Linked DNA regions of Mus musculus: all the other regions are linked to region 2. The links are chromatin contacts, called in public HiChIP or PLAC-seq and Micro-C maps. All regions are on one chromosome and are shown on one strand. The core of a region is the stretch at or near the end of the contact, and the rest is flanking DNA. Distances in the headings are between cores, read along the strand shown.

Evidence for each region. A called contact is a pair of places that touch in the nucleus more often than the background predicts. HiChIP or PLAC-seq counts read pairs in DNA pulled down with a chosen protein or histone mark.
Region 1: a Micro-C map of embryonic stem cells shows a contact between it and region 2, with 2.4 times the contacts expected there. The contact joins the promoter of Smpd5 here to the promoter of Mafa in region 2. A contact is called at or near these places in 1 of 484 Hi-C or Micro-C datasets (embryonic stem cells) and 1 of 115 datasets of contacts at active chromatin or transcription factors (pancreatic cancer cells).
Region 3: an H3K27ac HiChIP or PLAC-seq map of extraembryonic endoderm stem cells shows a contact between it and region 2, with 6 times the contacts expected there. The contact joins the promoter of Ly6g2 here to the promoter of Mafa in region 2. A contact is called at or near these places in 1 of 39 promoter capture datasets (liver) and 1 of 115 datasets of contacts at active chromatin or transcription factors (extraembryonic endoderm stem cells).
Region 4: an HNF4G HiChIP or PLAC-seq map of pancreatic cancer cells shows a contact between it and region 2. The contact joins the promoter of Sharpin here to the promoter of Mafa in region 2. A contact is called at or near these places in 2 of 115 datasets of contacts at active chromatin or transcription factors (bone marrow-derived macrophages and pancreatic cancer cells).

The regions. Positions count from the first base shown.
Region 1 is chr15:76,292,953-76,295,866 of GRCm38.p6, forward strand. It overlaps Smpd5 (sphingomyelin phosphodiesterase 5), which reads left to right and starts at 1,420. Exons shown (of 7, transcript NM_001195537.2): 1 at 1,420-2,339; 2 at 2,438-2,510; 3 at 2,732-2,872. The coding sequence starts at 1,482.
Region 2 is chr15:75,746,533-75,749,751 of GRCm38.p6, forward strand. Mafa (v-maf musculoaponeurotic fibrosarcoma oncogene family, protein A (avian)) reads right to left here and starts at 1,789. Exons shown (of 1, transcript NM_194350.2): 1 at 1-1,789. The coding sequence starts at 1,390. The coding sequence ends at 311.
Region 3 is chr15:75,214,609-75,217,697 of GRCm38.p6, forward strand. Ly6g2 (lymphocyte antigen 6 complex, locus G2) reads left to right here and starts at 1,770. Exons shown (of 5, transcript NM_001371105.1): 1 at 1,770-1,804; 2 at 2,076-2,146. The coding sequence starts at 2,077.
Region 4 is chr15:76,349,737-76,352,797 of GRCm38.p6, forward strand. Sharpin (SHANK-associated RH domain interacting protein) reads right to left here and starts at 1,374. Exons shown (of 9, transcript NM_025340.2): 1 at 745-1,374; 2 at 319-493. The coding sequence starts at 942. Maf1 (MAF1 homolog, negative regulator of RNA polymerase III) reads left to right here and starts at 1,558. Exons shown (of 8, transcript NM_026859.3): 1 at 1,558-1,923; 2 at 2,684-2,816; 3 at 2,910-3,038. The coding sequence starts at 2,734.

The DNA.
Region 1 (2,914 bases), core at 170-2,669, 550 kb after region 2:
CTGAGAAAAGGATGGGTTCTGTCTAAGCATGGGGGACCAGAGCTGACCAGAGAATGAAAAACATGGGTTGGGGGGGATAGGGCGAGGGATTGTGGGAGGGGGGACCAGGAGCAGGGGGCATCTATGGGGATGTAAAATGAATAAATAAATGAAAAAAAAGGAACATGGGTTGGAAAAATTGGGGCCCTTGTGGGAGGGGGGTATTGAAATCAATGGGTAGGCTGAGATTGGAAACATCGTGGTGTTTCTAGAAGAGTGGAGACCAAAATGGGGTTGGTTCATGAGAAGGGCAGTGTGGAAAAGCCTGGAGTAGTTTCTGGCTTGCCTGAAGTTGCAGGCGCTAGGGCAGTGACAAGGCAGAAAGGAATAAAAGAACTAGGGACTTAGAAAACCAGTTCTTGCCAGTCAAGGAACAGCAGAGCCTTGGGGGGGGGGGGGCGGATTCAAACAGGAATCTATCAGTACCAATACAACTTCCGGTTAGAAAGAGGCATGGTTCTCCAGCTGGGATACCTCGCCCCACCCCCACCCCCACCCCCACCTGCCCTGCAGAGTTCAATGCCTTCTGCCCAGACTGCCCAGCTCATCAACAGTTGCCTTCATCCAAAGTCTCCAGGACTATCCTGGCAAGCCGGCTGAAGATCGCCAGCCAAGACAAACCTGATGGGTTACTTAAGAGACACTGATGGTCGATGTCAGGGTGTTTGCTGGCTCACAGCTGGAGTTAAGGAGTCAGACTTCCAAGGGGAGCCAAGAAAAGTCTGTGAAAGCCCAAGGGATCATTGTCAAGAAACTAAAGTCAAGAGGGGCGGTGCTGGTACATGTCTTTAATCCCAGCAATCCGGAGGCAGAGGCAGGCAGATCTCTGTGAGTTCGAGGCCAGCCTGGTCTACAGAGCAAGTTCCAGGACAGCCAGAGTCACAGAGAAACCCTGCCCCGAGAAACAAAACAAAACAAACAAAAATAAAACACAGAATTAAAAGAACTTAAGTCTGTTACAGGGCTCATAGAATGGAGGATTTCCTTTTACCTGTCTGGGCAAGCTGCCTCAGGTGTAGAACTAACGGTCCCTCCCCGGGTTTGAAGTCTCAGCCTCTGCAAGCCATCGGTGCTGAGTCTCTGCACTAAGCCAGGCACCGGATTGAGAGGCTGTGGTGAACCTACCTGGCTGTGAGTAGTCAGGCTGTAAAGTGTATTGGAGGGGTGGGGGAGGGGAGAGTAGGCAGGGCCCTAAGTTTTTCTCCGAAGCACTAAGTGGACCCCCGCAAGTACAAGGAGGAAATAGGGCAGGGCTGTAAAGCTCGGATTTCTTTTACGGGTTTTTTTTTTTTTTTAAATTGTTGTTCGTTTCCAACCGCCACAGAAGTTCTGAGTGGGTGGGGCCAGTGGCCAGCACTCAGGCTCGCGGGACGTCCGGGCATTACTAGCGGCGCGCACAGGTTGTGCCACCTGGTCTTGACCTCCGCCGCCGCTGGAAACCAATGAGTCTCCCTGACATTTCGCGGCGAAGGAGCCCAGTGCCCCAAGAGGACTGGCCCCTGACACCCAACGCCCTGAGGCCTTCACCTTTCCCGAACCCAGTGCTGCAAGCCCTCTACAGTTTATCCCGCGTGCTGCTTTTCCCGACTTACTGGTCCCTGGACCAGTTGCTGGGCTGCTGGGCACCAAGCGTCCGATCCAAAAGCTTGGGGTGGTTCAAAGTCCTGGCAGGAAGTGGGGTGTTGCTACCACTGGTGGTGGTCGGCCTACCCTTAGCGTTGGTCGGCCTTGCGCTCTGGCTGCCCCTCCAGGTCTGGCGCCGCCCCTTCTGCTATCAGCCCCCTCCGGCATGCTGGGTGTGGCCACAGCCCTGGCATCCGCCTGCTGAGCGCCGGCGCTGCTTTGTCTTTCTCACTGCTAATCTGTGCCTATTGCCCCACGGGCTGGCTCATTTTAACAACCTGTCGCACAGCCTGCAGCGCGCCGAGGCTGTAGGGGCCGCACTGCTAGATAGCCTTCAATCGTCACAGTATAGGGTTTCCGAATGCAGTCAGCCGCCGCCTAGGGTGCCTGGTGGTGAGCTGAAGGCCACATTACCTATGGGCTTGGACTTCGTGTGTCTGCAGGAAGTGTTCGACCTCCGCGCAGCTCGTCGTCTTGTGCGTGTCTTGGTACCAAATCTGGGCCCGGTGATATATGATGTGGGCACATTTGGCTTAATGGCTGGGCCGTACATCAAGGTACTGGGCAGTGGGCTTCTACTGGCCTCGCGCTACCCGTTGCTGCGTGCCACCTTCCGTTGCTTTCCTAACGCTCGTCGCGAGGACGCCATGGCCTCCAAAGGTCTACTATCAGTCCAGGTACTAACCCAGGCTGCAGTGAGCCCTAGCGGGGAGAGCGTAAGCAATAGATTTAACCAGGAGAGCAAGAAGACCTGGAACTGTGGGTGGTGTTGCAGGCGCAGCTAGGCATCGTGGACGGGCACCCCATCGTGGGATACCTTCATTGTACACATTTGCATGCACCCGTTGGTGAGCCCTGCAGGAGGGTTTGAAATGTGGGTAGGTAGCCCCTCTTCTCTCCTTCGAAGGCAGTAGGTCCCTTAACCTTACCAACACGTCTGTCCCCACATCCCAATGTTCTCTGCCCCAGACATCCCAAGAAATGCCTTGGGTGGTTTACAGATCAGGACCCACAGGGTGAGGTCTTAGATCCCTACTCTGGGCTAAGCCAACTTCATCTCTCCTCTCAGAGGATGGACATATTCGCTGCAAACAGCTAACGCTGCTGCTGGAATGGGTGGAAGAGTTCGAGGCTGAGAACCGGCAGAGTGATGAGGCTGTAGCCTTCAGCGTCCTCCTGGGAGATCTAAACTTTGACAACTGCTCCCAAGGTAAGAAGCTGGGGTGAGGTGGAGCCAAGAGACCCAGCTCTG
Region 2 (3,219 bases), core at 539-3,038:
ACGCTGCCGAGGAAGTCAGACCTGGCTCGGACTTCCCTAAGCAATCACCGTTCCCGGGGCGCCGAGGGACCCCGGCAAAGTCTAGCCGGCGACCCCGAAGACGCTCGGACCGGGGCCCGGCGGGAGAGGCGCACCGCGGTAGGTACCTGGAGCTGGGGCTTGGCGGCGGGGTGCGCAGGGCGGACAGGAGGACCCCGGCAGCTGCGGCTGCACCGCCGGAGCGCGCGTCCCGGGCCTCAGAGTCTGAACCGAGACCGGGGCGGCCTGCGCAAACTTGTCCCCGGCCGTGGCGAGGCCCAGGGTCCGGCACTCACAGAAAGAAGTCGGGTGCGCCTTTGGCCGCCCCGGGGCCAGCCTGCGCTGGCGAGGGCTCCCGAGGGAAGCCGGCCCCGCCCGCGCCCCCGGGGCCGCCCCGGCCCGCCAACTTCTCGTATTTCTCCTTGTACAGGTCCCGCTCCTTGGCCAGACGCCCCACCTCCAGCTTCAGCTGCTCCACCTGGCTCTGGAGCTGGCACTTCTCGCTCTCCAGAATGTGCCGCTGCTGCACCCGCTTGAAGCGGCACGACTGCGCGTAGCCGCGGTTCTTGAGCGTGCGCCGCTTCTGTTTCAGTCGGATGACCTCCTCCTTGCTGAAGCCGCGGAGCTGCCGGTTCAGCTCCCGCACGGACATGGATACCAGCTGGTCGTCGGAGAAGCGCTCCTCCAAGCGCACGTGGTGGCCTGCGCCGCCTCCGCCGTGACCCGCGCCTCCGCCGTGGTGGCCAGAGCCTCCGTGGTGGTGATGGTGGTGATGGTGATGGTGGGCAGAGTGATGATGGTGGGCAGTGTGGTGTGCGCCGTGGTGGTGGCCGGCACCCATGTCGTCCGCGCCGCCGCCGCCCGCGAAGCTCTGACCCCGGAAGGCCTCATAGGCCGCAGCAGCCGCCGGGTGATGCGCGCCGTGGTGCGCGCCGTGGTGGCCGCTGCCGATGAGCGCCTCCACCGCGTCCTCCGGCGTCAGGTTGAGCGCCTCGGGGTTCAGGTGGTGCTGGTACCCGCTCATCCAGTACAGATCCTCCAGCACCGCTTTTCCTGAGGCGCCCCCGACAGTGCCGGGGCCTCCACTCGGCGGCCCCGGGGCGCCCCCGGCCTGAGCCGCGCTGCCCCCGCCGCCCGCGCCGCCGCCTGTGCCCGGGCTGGGTGCGCAGAAGCTGGGCGAAGAGGGCACCGAGGAGCAGGGCGTGCTGAGGGGCGTCGAGGACAGCGAGCCGGGCGGCAGGCGGTGGCAGAAGCGCTCGGCCTCGGGCGGCTCCTTCTTCACCTCGAACTTCATCAGGTCGAAGTCGTTGACGTACTCGATGGCCAGTGGGCTGCTGGGCAGCTCTGCGCCCATCGCCAGCTCCGCGGCCATCGCCCGGGGCCCCAGCCCCGCCGCCGCGCCCGGCCGCGCCCCGACGGGCGGCGGGGGAGCGTGGGGGGAGCCGCGGGCCTCTCTCCCCCTAGCTCCCCCCCGGGCCGCGGTGGGCTCAGGCTCTGGTCGCGCCGCCGAAGGGCGCAGCAGCAAAAGTTTCCTGCTGTCAACTCTGGGCTGTGCTCAGGGGACGCCGCCGGCCAGGCCTCTCGGGTGGCCCCCCGGCCCGCTACGAGCGGGCGCAGGGCCCCCAATCCTGCCCTCCTCCTCCTTCTGTTCCTCCGCGGTCCTGGCCTGGAGGGTGCAGAGGCCGCGCCCCGGGCTCAGCCGCGCTCCGGGCTCTCCCGCCCGGCCCCGCCCCGCGCCCCACCCGCGCTGCCGGCCGGCCCCGCCTCCCTCGGCCCGGCGCAGAGCCGCACAAGCCTTTATAGAGACGCGCTTCTGGGCCCGCCTCCCCAGGTGGGGGCCGACGCCCCCGGGCCAATCGGAGCCCCAGACCTGCCGCCCTCATTTGCCTATCCCCATGGCAACCCGGAGCCCAGCTGTCAATCTCCTGCGGGAAACAGCTGTGGGAAGGGGTGGGGAAGGGCCGTCGGCAAGAGGAGTGGGCAGGGCCCCCTGGTGGCCGCCGCATGGGACTGCACAGCAGAGGGCGCGAGACCAAGTGGCAGATTCTGAGGTTCCAGGATCGTAAAGCCAGAGAGTGCAGGGAAGCTGAGGAGGCCCTCGTCCAGGGTACTCCTTCGGTGTCTCAGATCCATTAGGTGGTCTAGCTGGCTGTGTCCCGCACCAGGCCCAAGTGGCCTGGAGTCTCCAGAATGGGGACCTCTAACTATCCTGACACCGGTGACTCCCGAGCTGCCCGGGAGCGCCAGCTATTTTTATCCTGTGGTTGGGATGGGTTCAGGAATTCAGTCAACAAAGTTGCTGGCACCTCGGGCGGCGGGATGCACGGTGGAACCGCAGGCCTCTGAGCGTTGTGGTAGGTGGAGTGGGACAGACGCCTGTGGCCACCACGGGGCTAGAGGAGCAGGTCTCGGGTACTCCCTGCGTAGAGAACCCATTTCTCTGAATTGAATTCATGGGGCTGATGGGTCTGGACGCCTGCAGAAATGCCCACAAGGAATCTCAGACCCAGCTGCCCACCAGGGCGGTTTGGAGGAGCCTTGCTGGGTGGGGGCAAGTTGGAGTGACAAGTGGCAAGCAGATTGCCACCGTCACACTTGCTGAATGTCTCTACACACCTAGTAGGAGGCCGCTTCCGAGCAAAAGAAAGCCACAAGGACAACAGGGAGGGTGGGTGACAAGATGTGAGTTCTGTGACACCCTCCCCTCCCCTCCCTCCTCCAGAATTCCAGATCCCAACCGAAGATAGAAAGGGCGTGCATTCACGAACAACAGCTGGATGTGACCCAGAGTGCGGTTTTCTCCTCTCTGTTATCTATAATCTTATATGCCGTTGACTATTAAAAATAATAGACGGGCAATGGTGGTGCAGGCCTTTAGCCCCAGCTCTCCCAAGACAGGAAGATTTCTGGGAGTTCAAGGCCAGCCTGGTCTACAGAGCAAGTCCCAGGACAGCCAAGTCTGCACAGAGAAATCTTGCCTCGAAAAACTAAAAATCAATCAATCAGTCAATCAATCAATCAATCAATCAATCGATTCTTAAATATAAACCATTTGTGCACAAGGTGGAAAAAGTTTGAAAGGGTATTCACAGGATACCTATCCAGGATGTCATGGTGCCAAGGGCTTTGCCTACTCCCTCTACAGGTGCCTGCTATTTCACAGGGGATGCCTGGCAGCTAGGAGCAAATAGCTCCCAGCTC
Region 3 (3,089 bases), core at 520-3,019, 530 kb before region 2:
CAGTGTGTAATGTGAGGGCCTGACTGCTCTAAGGTATGGTTGAGGGGAAGGCTTTACTGAAGATGTGAAGGAGAGTACAGCTAGAGGCATCTGGAGGAGTTCGGAAAAGAGTAGACCAAACATGCCATGGGTGGGTGGGGGGGGGAGTGATGGAGGATGAAAAAGAGAGGAAGACAAAAGGAGAGAGCAAAAGGAAGGGGGGGGGACAAGAAGGTTCATGGTTCAAATGGCAGGGTTATATAGGAATGAGAAGCAAGGGATGTTTAGGACAGGGGTCAGGTGAGAACAGCTGAGAGGAGCCACAGGTACTGAGGGAGCCTGAAGGCCAGGGCCTGTCTTGGTATGCCAGTAGGTACCACAGAGTGCCACTTGTCCCTTCTGATAGCAATGATGAATGACTGGTTTGGGAAAGAAGGAAATGGGTGCCAGAATTTGGGAGAGTGGCAGTCCCTTTGACCCTGACAAGTAGGAAGTGTTCTCATACCTATGAAATCTTGACAGCATGGCTGCCTAAACAAGACTTGGCTCCAGATAACAAAAACAGACAGACCCGCTATCACAGAAGGGTAAACCTTGTAGGTCCCAGCCTTAGACAAAGAACTGCAGGTACCAAAAAGTAATTGTGAGAGTTAAACAGTCTTCCATGGGGAAGAGCTCCCAAACTAAGGCCAAGTACTCAGCTCTGAAATCAGATTCCTACAACTAACATTATACAGCCTGAGCACCTTGTATTTATATAGTCAGGAACATATGTGTTCAAGTGTTTTTGTTTGGGGATAACAACAATAAAATAAAATTTGGGAGTCCAAGTGGGTTATATGGGAGGAAAGGAAGGGGGAAATGATGTAACAGCTTAATTTAAAAATATTTTAAAAATTTAAAAGCACATGAGAATATGAATGCTATTACATATGGTGAAAACATAATTCTTTTTAAAAGTAAGGTATATTCTTTTTAAACAATTCAGGAGATCACACTCCCTATACATTAGATTTGAATCCATCTGTGATATTATTTAGACAACTATTTCTCACTAGTCTTTTTATTCTTGGTAAGGAAGCTATCTGGACATCATCGGCCCACTATTGTTGTAACTTAGAAGTCAAATTATAGTTAAATCTCTTCCCCCCACCCTGCTCTAATATCCATCAGAGAGGGGCTTTGTGCCGTGATCTAGCCACTCCAACAGGTACCAAAGTATCTGCAAGCCATCTCTCATCTCTCAAACCCAGCCTTCAAGACTAAAAGGAAAAAATAATGAGAAAGAATCTGTGGACTTTAGTTCCAACAATGTAAACTGCCCGTTTCTCTGGCTTCCTCTCCCCTCTGCCTAGGGCTTGTAAAAGATAGGAGAGAACCTAATCAGACGTGCCTAACATCTGACCTAAGAGGAAAGTCTAAAGTGCATCCCGAATCTTATAGAAGTGAATAGAAAGGAGCCAGCCGCTGTGAGAAAGGCATGAGAGGTTGTAGGTTCACAAACATTTGCCCCCTTACCTTGCTTTCTGAATGGCAAGCACAAGTCACCTGTGGCCCCTGCTCTTCTGACATCCTAGTCCTCCTGAATAATGGTCCCGCCCCAACTGAGTGGTTGTCCCTCACCAACTGATATAAATCTAGCTGACTAGGTCACCAACAAACCATGCTATCTCTTACAAAATAAACATGATGGTCAGAAGGAAGTAAGTACTGAAGCCCCTCCCTTTTCAGGAATCCAGCTGGGAGGAGCTGGGGAAAGAGTAAAGTACTTCAGTCCACATCTGATTGACCTTTCCACTGTGCCTGCAACCTGGTCCGGGAGGAAGTAAGGACTGGTGTCAGGAGGGAGCTGCTAGGTGACAAAGGGAAGAGCCCTCAGGATAGGGCTGTGGTGGGAGTGTGGGATTATGAAGGAAACGCTGGGTGGGTGGTGGGTGAGAGAAGTAGACAGACATGTATTCCTTGGTGAAAGCTGTGTGGGGGTTGGAGGGAGGGAAGATTGGATGCCTGAGCTCTGTGAGAGCCCAGGGATGTGATTGGTGATTTATTAACTGGCTCCAACTTCCAAGGTTTTATCTGTGTACCCTTTCTCCAAGGATGGACAGTTCTCATGCTACAAGGACCTGTGTGTTCATCCTTCTTGTGGCCCTATTGTGTGCAGAAGGAGGTGAGATGGAAAATGGGAGAGGAGCAGGAGGGTACAATGGAGATGGAAAAGGGCCTCAGGGTTGTAGGTACTCCTATTGTGTGCCCAGGACCCTGGGTATGCTGTGGCCAGTCGACTGGGGATTTGCTTGTGGTGGGTGAAGCCTCCTGTGCTGGGGTGCTTTACTGGGTCTGTAAACCAGACCCTGCTTTGCAACAATCAAAACATGCCAGAAGGACTCTTGGACCTCACTACCTGTGCCAGGAACCCTGGCCACCAGAGCAGTCTGTCCTTAGACTCTACCCTGCTGCCCTGGCCTCCCAGTCAGGACACTGGCCTGTGTGCACACAAACTGGCAGAGCCTTCTTTTCCTCCCAGCTGCCAAGTTAAGTGGTGTGGAATCCTTAATGCCTGACATTTGGCTTTTCCTTTTGCCCCAGCCAATGAGACCTGAATGCCAGAACTTCACAACTCTAAGAGCTCTGAGCTCTCAGATGCCTCTATACTTCTAGTCACATCTTTATTTGGGGAAGCCTCATAGTGAGCCTCAGCTTTGAGCTGGACAGTGGGAAGTTATGTGATCTGTCATGGGCCAATAACCAGGGGCCAGCTCTGCATGTTAAGGGTGGGACAGGTCAGAAGAGCCCTCTCCATCTGAGGGCCCCAGTAACTACTTACACACCCACTCACAGGTTCAGCAGACATTTGGTATCTATGTCTTCCCAATATGGTGAATGTGTCTCAAATACCTCTAGGGGTGCAGGTCTCTTCTGTGGGGCTGGCTAGTTGAGACAGCAGTACAGAGCACATTTGAACAATGGATGCTCTTGTTTTGCTTTTGCTTTTCGTGGAGGTGAATGGGCAGCAATGTCCTTGCTCTGTTCTAGTGGCCAGCAGCTGTGTGGACTTAAAGACATTGAGAGGACATGTTTGGCCTAGGAAGGGCATGCCCTAGCACTCATGT
Region 4 (3,061 bases), core at 124-2,623, 600 kb after region 2:
CACAAGACCTATCAATTCCATCTCCTAAGATCCTCTGGCCTCCTTTAGCCTTGTCTACACTGTGGAGTTTCTATCTTTAAGTCTCTGTTGTTTTTCCACTGAATACAATCCCATTTTCCTTAAACTCTTAGTCCTGCAGCAATGCTTGCTCTTCTTTTTCTTACTTGTCTGGTACTGGGGTCAGCTCTTGAACCTCTTATTTCTCCACTTCCTTCCTCTTGGAAGCCTTCCTAGGTGCCCAGCTTTTCCATCACTACCCCCAACCTCGACCAGGTGGCCCGGACATATTCAAATAAGCATTTATTTCACAACACTGACCATTTTGTCCTTCTGCGGTGGCATCTCGCACCAGTGCTGCCCACTGCTGTGCTTCCTCGGGGTCGAGGAAGTGCACGCTGAAGGTTCCAGGACCTCCAGGGGGAGGCTGCAGCTCGTGTTGGTTAGGCCCACGGACGGTGTAACAAATAGCCTCCAAGGGCCATTCTAAACTGACCTGAACAGGGAAGAGTACTCGGTCGGTGGTTCCTCTTCGTTACCCACACGAATGTGAAAGGAAAAGGAACGAGGTAATCTTTACGGCTCTGAACTTTTCTCGCCTGTTATCTTACCAATTCCTCACAAGATTTGTAAATTAGGTATCAGCATTATTCCCACTTTTACAGGCAATCAAGAAAAATAACTGCTTAAGGACTGTCGTCAAGGTAATCGAAAGAAAGTTGATTCCAGAATCGGGCCCACACTCACCGCCCCAGGCTCGGTGCCTAACAGTCCTAGCCGGAAGCGTCCAGGCCGCTCAGGGTCCGCTATCAATTGCAGCTTCCGCGGCTGCGCTTCGGCATCCTGTCCAGCGCCCAGGGGCCTGACCGCCGCGTGCACTGCCAGGAGCACCACAGGTGAGGCAGGGTCTGCAGCCACTGCCGCACCGCCGGCGGGCGGCGACATTTCTGATCCGGCGGAGTCCTGACTCTCCGAGAGTGCTTCCGTGATAGAGAACTGTCGAGTACTTCCGCCGGCCAGAAACTCGGACTGTGAGCCTCGGTTCCGGATGCCCCAGAGCTTGGAGAACAAGAAGGACCCGATGCTGCGCACTACCAGAGCCTGATGGCTCGCTAAGCGATAGGAATGGTCCCAGATCTCCAGGCACGGTCCGGCCAAGCTAGTCACCTTTCAGCAGGACCCGAGACAGTGTCACAGACCGGTCACCGGTCACAAAAAGAAGGCAAGGATGAACTTTTCTTAAAGGTTCGAACGAACGACAGCTGCTGCCCTACACAAGACAATACCAGTTCCCGGAAGGAACCAGGCACCAATGCACACAAACACACATAAGCACAGCAGAGGCTCTTCGTAACCGTGGACCACTCTAGGAAGAGGGTTGGCTCCTGGGGGCGGGGCGGGCATGGTTCTAACCAATCAACACCAAGAGGGGAGGCGGGTTCGTTAGCGAGTGCGAGACAGACAAGCTATGCAGCCAGTAGAAGTGGAAGGTGAAGCCGAGTGGCGGAGGAGTCCACCAATAAGGTTTCTCGTGGTCTGGCCCTGTGGTTAAAGTGGACCATTCAGAGGAGTGGGGTTGGGCCCGTCGGACGCTTGTTGTTGTCGGGTCGGGGGAGGCGGAGGTCGCTGTTTCGTTCTCTGGCTGGTACGATCTCGGCGGTCCGCGGCAGGTTGGTCGCGAAAGCGGGCGTTGCAGGGGGGCGAGGCTATGTCGCGGCTGCAGCCCGTATGGGCCGGCAGGGCCTGGAGTAACGGGACGTCGCCGCGAAGCTTCTTCCCCCGGATACAGTGCGGCCCGAGTGGAGGCCGCGGCGCCGCCCTCCAGTCCTGAGGAACCCGCGCTGCGCAAAGCCCGCGCCGCCGTCACCTCGGCACCGACACTAAACAACCCGTCTACCCTGGCTTGATCTAGCCCAATTCTGGCAGGTGGGTGTCCGCCTTGTGCGCCAAGCGGTCCGGGCTTGCGGGAACCACAGTCCCCGGCGGGCCTCGCGCTGCTGCAGTGCCTCATGGGACTTGTAGTTCTTATGCTGCTTGGGGCTGGAGCGCCTCTCTTGGTGCACTGCCTCCTGGGGCTTGTAGTTTCCCGCTACGAATCTGCTGGTACCTCTAGGCTTGCAGGGCAGCAATGCCAGGAGACCACTGGCCTGCGCCAGCAGAGGTGGTGTGTCTGCCCATCCTACACACTTCGACGTACGAAGTACGAATTAGGCATACTTGCAAATAGAATTGAAGAATTCATGGGTTTCCTCCTCTTGACAGGAAGCAGTGAAGCAACCCATAGAACCCGGGAGGAGCACCCATACAGGTGACCCTCAAGGCTTGAAACCCCAGATGCCCCGTTCCGAACCGGATAGCAGGTTCTTATTGAGGACCTTACAACAGTCTGAGGATGCCTGCAGAATGTCAATGGAGTAGGAATGTCGAGAGTGGGTGGGGCCCCCAGCCAGCCCCAGTATATAGTACTTGAGATTGAGGTAGAACCTGGACATGCCATGCTCATGCATAGGATCATCTCCCTGTCAGCCAGTGCTGAGTTCTCAGGGGCAGGTAAGGTGAGGAAGATGAGCTCCATGGTGGACTCAAGGTTAGCTCGAGCTGCAAACAGTACTCTGCTAGTGGGTGGAAAGGCTGAAAGTGGAGCCCTTTGGAGCTAGGTAGCCATGCTGGCTTCCCACATTCCCAGGTAGTGCTGCCCTAATCCCACTGGCACAAGAATCTCCCTTCCCAAAGGACATGAAGCTATTGGAGAACTCCAGCTTTGAGGCCATCAACTCACAGTTGACAGTGGAGACTGGAGATGCCCATATTATTGGCAGGTGAGGCTGGAGGCTCTGGGGATCAATCTGTCAGAGATCACTATCGTGGGCCTCGGGGTTAGCATGCTTCATGACTCTGCCTGCGTTCTTTAGGATTGAAAGCTACTCGTGTAAGATGGCGGGAGATGATAAACATATGTTCAAGCAGTTCTGCCAGGAGGGCCAGCCCCATGTGTTGGAGGCACTGTCCCCACCCCAAACTTCAGGCCTCAGTCCCAGCAGGTAAGCTGAGGTGGAGACTACCT